Linked DNA regions of Mus musculus: region 2 is linked to region 1. The links are chromatin contacts, called in public HiCAR-type maps. All regions are on one chromosome and are shown on one strand. Each heading gives the region's core, a stretch centred on a gene start, on an enhancer-like site or on the middle of the called end of the contact. The rest is flanking DNA. Distances are from core to core; before and after follow the strand shown.

Region 1 (3,167 bases), core at 175-2,674:
ATACCAATGGCATTTAAACTTTAAGCATTTTAAGCTTTAAATATATAGTCAAACATGAAGCAAATATTTTTTACAAAAAAAAAAAAAGAGAGAGAGAGAGAGACAAGTGTAAAATCCAACCAAAGGCCTTATGAAGTAAAATTTGAAATTCGCTATGCCATTCAGACAAAATGAAAAATGGAGAAGCTAAACACCTAACGTAAAACCAGTCAAGTCTTTCAACACTAAAGTCAATATCCAAGCCACAGACAAGCAAAGAGAGAGAAACACTCAGGTCTACAACTGGTTAAAGCAGTTCCAACACAATTCAGATCCCGACATTTTCCCACTCAGAAACAAATGCAGGCAGCTTTTCCTGAGGAAAGAGGAAAAAAAAATCTCTCCAAACGTAATTTTTTAAGTGACATCCAGAAAGTATGCCTCTTTTCTGTCTCTTTCCCTGGCGCCTCATTGGAGGAAGGAGGGGGTTGTTTTTGTATTCTCCCCCAGTGAAGCAAGACACAATCAGATGTTAGCTGGAGAAAGCACTTTTGACAACAGCAAATAAAAATAAAAGTGTCCTTCCTTCCCTGACAGGGTGGACACCCCACCTCACACACCCCTCCTCACTCCCGCCCCTCCTTCACTCCCCCCCCCCCCAGCACCACCCCCTCCTCACCCCGGAGCTCCACTGCGTATGAGGTTTGGTGCTACTGCTGCCCCGGAGTGAAAGTCAGAGCCAGAGGAAGGCAATGGAGCCCCCACAGACACACTTACCTTTCCTGCCCCCCACTTTTGAGTGCCTTCCCTGGAGCTGTGGAGGATGACACAAAGGGTAATAAAGGGGGGGAGTGGAGGAGGAGGAGGCGAAGGAGGAGGAGGAGAGCTGGGGAAGTGGCTGCTCCCGGTGTAGGGAGATGTCTTCAGCCAGGGCCAAGCAGCAGCAACAGCAACAGCAGCAGCAGCAGCAGCAGTAGCAGCAGCAGCAGCCAAGGGTCTGTGTTGCTAAGAGGCTTTTGGTCTCTTTCTCTCCTTCTCTCCCGGCCACAGAGAAGGAGGGTGGAGGGGGCTCTGGAAGCAGGCGTGTGGAGGGCTGAGCGGGTAGGAGTCGTGGATGGGGGTTTTTCTAAGAAGAAGAAACTCCTCTCCTCTCTCAGGCTCAATTCCCCCACTCGGGGCTCAGAGCTGGAGGGTGGGGGAGGAACTCGGCCGCCTTCCCCCCACCCCCCTCAATTCAAGGTTGAAGTGGGGTAAAATTAGTGTCCTGTCCCTTTAAAAATAGAAATAAAAGGTGCCCCCCCTCTGCCACTGCCTCTCTCTTCATCATCAGCTGCTGCTGCTGCTGGGGTCTCTCTGCTTGGGGGGGAGGGGGGGCTCGGGGAGACGAGACGGGAGGCACTCACTGCGCATGTCCCGTTCTGACGGGAGGCTGGTTGGTGGAAGGCAAGGAGGAGGGGGAGGGGAGGAAATGAGATGGTTTTCCCAGAAGGCTCCAAGGCGCTGGCGACCCGGAAGCCATTGTAAGCAGGGGGTAGCCGGGCGGGGGCGGGAAGAGGGAGGAAGTTGCTACTCTAGAGCAGCCCCAGCTGCCTCCTCCCTCCTCTGGGAGAGCGGAGGGACGGAAGTAGGCGGGGACCGACCTGAAAGCAGGTCACGTGGTGGGGCGGAGCGGGGGCGGGGCCGCCAAAGCCGGCCGGTCGCCGTGCATGCTGGGAGTTGCTGTGCGCGGTGGGCTGCAGTAGGAGCAGCGGGACTGAGAAGGTGGTGAACATCCTTCGGTCCTCACCGTCGGCGGCGGCCGGCTTTGCCCGATTTAGGCAGGCTTGACTGGGAGAGGTAAGGCCGGTCTCGTAGGCAAGGTGAGGGCCGCAGTGGCTACGGGCGGGTGGACAATCTGAGGGGAGTGGGAGGCTCGTGCAGGCCGGGTAGGCCTAAAGCAGGAGGCCTGCCCCTGGCTCTCGGCTTCCGGGAGCTGCTGTGGACGAAGCGGGCACAGAGCTCAGCAGAGACGGGCTACAGAAGGCTTTTGGGTGAGGAACATGATTGGGCAGTGTTGAGAGGTCAGGTTCTCTGCAGAGAGAGAAGCACTACCTGCTTTAGAGCGTGCGACATATTTGGAAAAACCTAACCAGATGTGTGCCTTTTGATCAGCTTCTGCGGTAGCCTTGCTCATACACATCCTGCCTTCCTGACTTTTCTGTTTTCTTTGGGATTTTGGAGAAGCTGTAGGCATGTAGGCAAGGAACGGGCAGGAAAGGTCTGAGTGAGGGCTCCCTGCATGCTCTCTGCCTTAATGCTGCAAACACAAAAGACTGCCCGTTTGAGGATGCTTGGGATTGTTTGGTCTTTCATACAGAGTTTTGTCACTAAAAAAGAAAAGCCTTGAAATATTCTTTTCTTGTGGAGCTAAAGAGAAAGCTTTTTGTCTGGGTGTTTCTTTTTTTTATAGTGAAATAACGGCTTCTTTTTCATTTTAACTTTCTTCGTTAGTCTTTTAGCTGGTTTTTGTCAAGATACATCGGAGGACTATTACCTCGTCTTTAATAATCCAAGTTACATTAAAAAAAATTCAAAATCGGAGATCTTCGCACTTACTCTTACTTAGTCTTAACTATTTTAGTTCTGCTCAGTAGGATTCAGTCTGTTAAAAGTTACACATTTTCCCGAATTGTTCTTGGTGCAAGTCTATACAGTACGCTATTTAATGTATCCATTGCACGGTGCTTTTTTTTTTTTTTCCTTCGTCCTAGGGAGGTAATTATGTCAGATGGGTTCAAAACAAAACTCCAGTGCCCTAAAATTTTTATTAGAAAACCAAGTCTCAATCTTCTTATAGAAAACTATTATGACCTAGGTAAAACTTTTAAATCCTGTTTTGTGTAATGGCCTAAGTGTGTGGGAAACTGCACAAAACACAGATGTAGAGAACGACTGTAGCATACATAACCTGTAACCACTATGAATCAAGAACCAAAACATGGGTAGCAGCTGGCAGGAACAGGCCCACTAATTGCTTCCAGGCCTCTCTTCCTCTGGTGCCACCTTACTATTATCTTGATTCTTGTGATTCACTGCTTTTCTTTTAGTAAAAATGTATGTCAGCGCTTCTAAACAAATTCTCAATTGGCCTCTTTTTATCTGCTTGTAGGTAGGTAGTTCACACACCCTATTAAGTCGGACCCTTTATT
Region 2 (3,167 bases), core at 300-2,799, 3.0 Mb before region 1:
ATCTCATTCTGTCCTAAAATCTTCATAGCTGTGAAGTACCATCAAGTATGTAAGTAGGTCCTTTCATTGGTGAGCTGAGTGGACTCCTCACTACAAGCAGCATATATTCATTTCTGTCCGGCCTCTTGGGGTCACTCATGCACTAGTGTTGGAAGGGAACTTCCAAGAGTAGAGCTGCTAAGTTTGAGGATAATTGCACATTTACACGCTTGCATGTCTTTGTATTTTGATAATGCTAGAACAGGAAGACCTTTACCTTAGTCACGGTAAAGGTCACGGCTACCAATCCTACTGAAAAGAAGAAGAGCATCAGAACAGCATACTAATTTTATTAATAGCTTATCACCATTGAATGTGACACAGAGGTCATCCGAGAGAAACAGCCAGAGGCCCGAAAAATACAGTTTTTATGCTCAAGGTAGATAAAGATTGGACAGCTTTGGGAACTGTGACTGGACAGAAGTTCGCTTTCTTGTTCTGGTTTGCTCTCTATTGCTGGATAAACTCCATGACCCAAAGCACCCTGGGAAGGTCAAGGTCTATTTTGGTTTATAGGTTACAGCAGCGCAAGCCAGGAACCTGAAGCAGGAGCCTGGCGGAACTGCTGCTGACCACTTCCTGTCTGCTCACTTTCACCTGCCTAAGGATGGTACCGCCCACAGGAGGCTCACCTCTTCTGCATAAATTAGCAATCAAGAAAATGCCACACTCCAATAGCGGCAGTACACCCCTTTAATTCTAGCCAAGGCAGGCAGATATCCCTGTGTTCGAGGCTAACCTGGTATACAGAGCAAGTTCCAGGACAGCCAGAGTTACACAGAGAAATCCTATCTCGAAAAACCAAAAAATGAAAAAAGGACAGAAAATGCCACAGACATGCCTACAGTACAGAGGTAGTTTCTCAGTTGAAGGTCCTCTTCCCAAATTAATCAAGTTGACAGTCAAGATTAGCCATCCCAGCCTGTCTGGATTCATCTTTGCTCTGTGCAGCATTCCTTAATGCGGGAATGGGACTTCCCTCAGAGAGAGGGGAGTATGTTTCATAGCTTGTTTGGGACGAGAGGTGTCTATTTTATATGACCCAACGTTGGGGAAGAAGAATCCTGTTTTCTGTGACTGGCTTAGGGTCAACAAAAATGCAGGAGAGAGTCAGGAAGGGGTCAGAGGGACTTGGCTTCAGGAATAGGGCAAGCTAAAGTGCTTATGTGGGGAGCTGTATTCTGAGTCCCTGAGAGATGTCCAAATCTTTAGAAATGTTTGCATCTAAACTGGTTTGTGGGATCTGCTAATTTGAGCACACCGGTTGAAAATTGGTATCTCCCAATTTCAGTTTCTATTTCTTTACAAGGGAGTTCGTGCTCTGCTTTTGCCTTTATATTTCTTTGATTTTACTGGGCTAGATTTCTTGTGTCCCAGGCTCCAGGGCCATTCGGCCAAGTGATTGAGTTTTGTGGGCAGCAGGGTACCTTCTTCATGTGCTCTGCGTTCCACCGGTGATGAGCCTGGGCGGACCCTGCTGGCGGGAAGGAAGTGTCGGGGATCGGGTTTGAGAATGCGCTGGAGAGACGGGGCAAAGCCTAGGAATGAGTTTGGAGAGAAGCCCAGATGCCCCTGGGGCATCTTGCACAGGTACCTCAAAGGCGCCAAGGGACCGACCCAGCCGGGCTCCGCCCTTCCAAACTGAGTCTCCAAGGAAACGGAACTGGAAAGCGAAAGCGGAACCCGTTCACCTCCAGTTTAGCGCTCCCGCTGCTCGAACATCTCCGAGGCCTGGCAAGTCGCTTTTCCCCGGGTTGCAGTGCAGGAAGGCGCGCCGAGGGTCCCGGAGCACGTGTCCTGCGCGGTCGCGCGCCCCGAAGTGGCCGTCACGGGCGCAGCAGGTCTGGCTCCCACGCGTGGGGATACGGCCTCTTTTCTCACCCGCCCCTGCTCAATAGGCAGGGACTCACGGGTTTTGTCCGGAAGGTGGTTTGGGCGGGACTGCGGTTAGGAGTGGGGGCGAGGACAGTGACCCAGAAATGGAGGCTAACTACTGGAAGGAGCCAGTAAGAAGTGTCTGAGCTGAAGGCACTGGCTTGCTGTCCCTCTCTCCGTCAGAGCTAGGCCTTTGACCAGGGACCCGGGGTTTTGCCTAGATGACTGTGTTTTGGAGCTGTTACAGTGAGTGCGTGAGTTTCTATATATATTTTACCTGATTTTGTGTGTGTGTGTGTGTGTGTGTGTGTGTGTGTGTGTGTGTGTGTGTGTGTGTGTGTGTGTTTTACTTGGTGAGAGTCAAGGTATAGTGCATGAAAATAAACTATTGAGAAAACAAATAGAAAACAAAACAGCAAATGAAATATTTCTTCTTAGTGCCACACTTAAGAAGAAAGTGTTACTTTACACCACTGTCAGTCTGTCTGTCTGTCTCCCTCTCTCTCCCTCTTTTTCTCCTTCCTTCCTTCCTTTCTGACATCAAGGCCAGAGCTTCTTAAAGCAGAGCATGGAAACTGTAAAATGGCACCACACCTCTGCTGAAATTCCCGTATTTCATAGTCTTTGAGTGGATTGTTTTTCTTCTTCACTGTGCACAGAGGAAGACAGGTCATTCTCTGCTTATAACGGGTCTCAGGAGAAGGCATGTAGCCACATGTCCTCAGACTTAAGTGAGTTAGTGAAGAAAGGATGTGCAGGACGTTGACGAGACCACGGAATGAAGTGAGGTCTTGCAGAACAAGGTGATTCTAAAGATAACGTGTGCGTAGACACTTGAATTAAGAAACGCATTAGTGCTGATGAGGTGTGGAGCTCTCCTGAGCTTAAATGGATATTTGTCTTTGATATTGATGAATGGCTGGAAGGTCTGTAGTTCATGAGCCACTTACCAAGGAGGCTGGCGTGGGCTGTCAGGGAACTGTGCTGCAGAGATAAAAGCCAGGAAGTCACACAGGCTGGAAGTCTGAAAAGTTCCTCTTGTAAGGGAAATTGCATTAAGTGTCTGAGGACTAGACTGAGGTATATTTTCATCTTTTCACTATACCATCTAGAAGACAAATAGTTTACTTCCATTAAAGTGTCTTTTTTGTCATATACCCAGTAAGTTTTAACTTTTTACAGTTTTGAGAATTTTATCTTCAGGAGGTCTCCCTTTGCCTTGTATTCGACCAACATGAGCCATGCCCCCCCCC

What was found. HiCAR-type assays count read pairs that join an accessible place to other places.
Region 2: a contact with region 1 is called in a HiCAR-type map of astrocytes, with 4 times the contacts expected there. The contact joins the promoter of Rbm43 here to the promoter of Mbd5 in region 1. A contact is called at or near these places in 2 of 39 promoter capture datasets (the C10 cell line and pre-B cells), 1 of 115 datasets of contacts at active chromatin or transcription factors (astrocytes) and 1 of 9 other capture datasets (liver).

Annotation. Positions count from the first base shown.
Region 1 is chr2:48,947,765-48,950,931 of GRCm38.p6, reverse strand. Mbd5 (methyl-CpG binding domain protein 5) reads right to left here and starts at 1,424. Exons shown (of 17, transcript NM_029924.2): 1 at 1,383-1,424. Orc4 (origin recognition complex, subunit 4) reads left to right here and starts at 1,665. Exons shown (of 14, transcript NM_011958.4): 1 at 1,665-1,815.
Region 2 is chr2:51,933,545-51,936,711 of GRCm38.p6, reverse strand. It overlaps Rbm43 (RNA binding motif protein 43), which reads left to right and starts at 1,549. Exons shown (of 5, transcript NM_001141981.2): 1 at 1,549-1,880.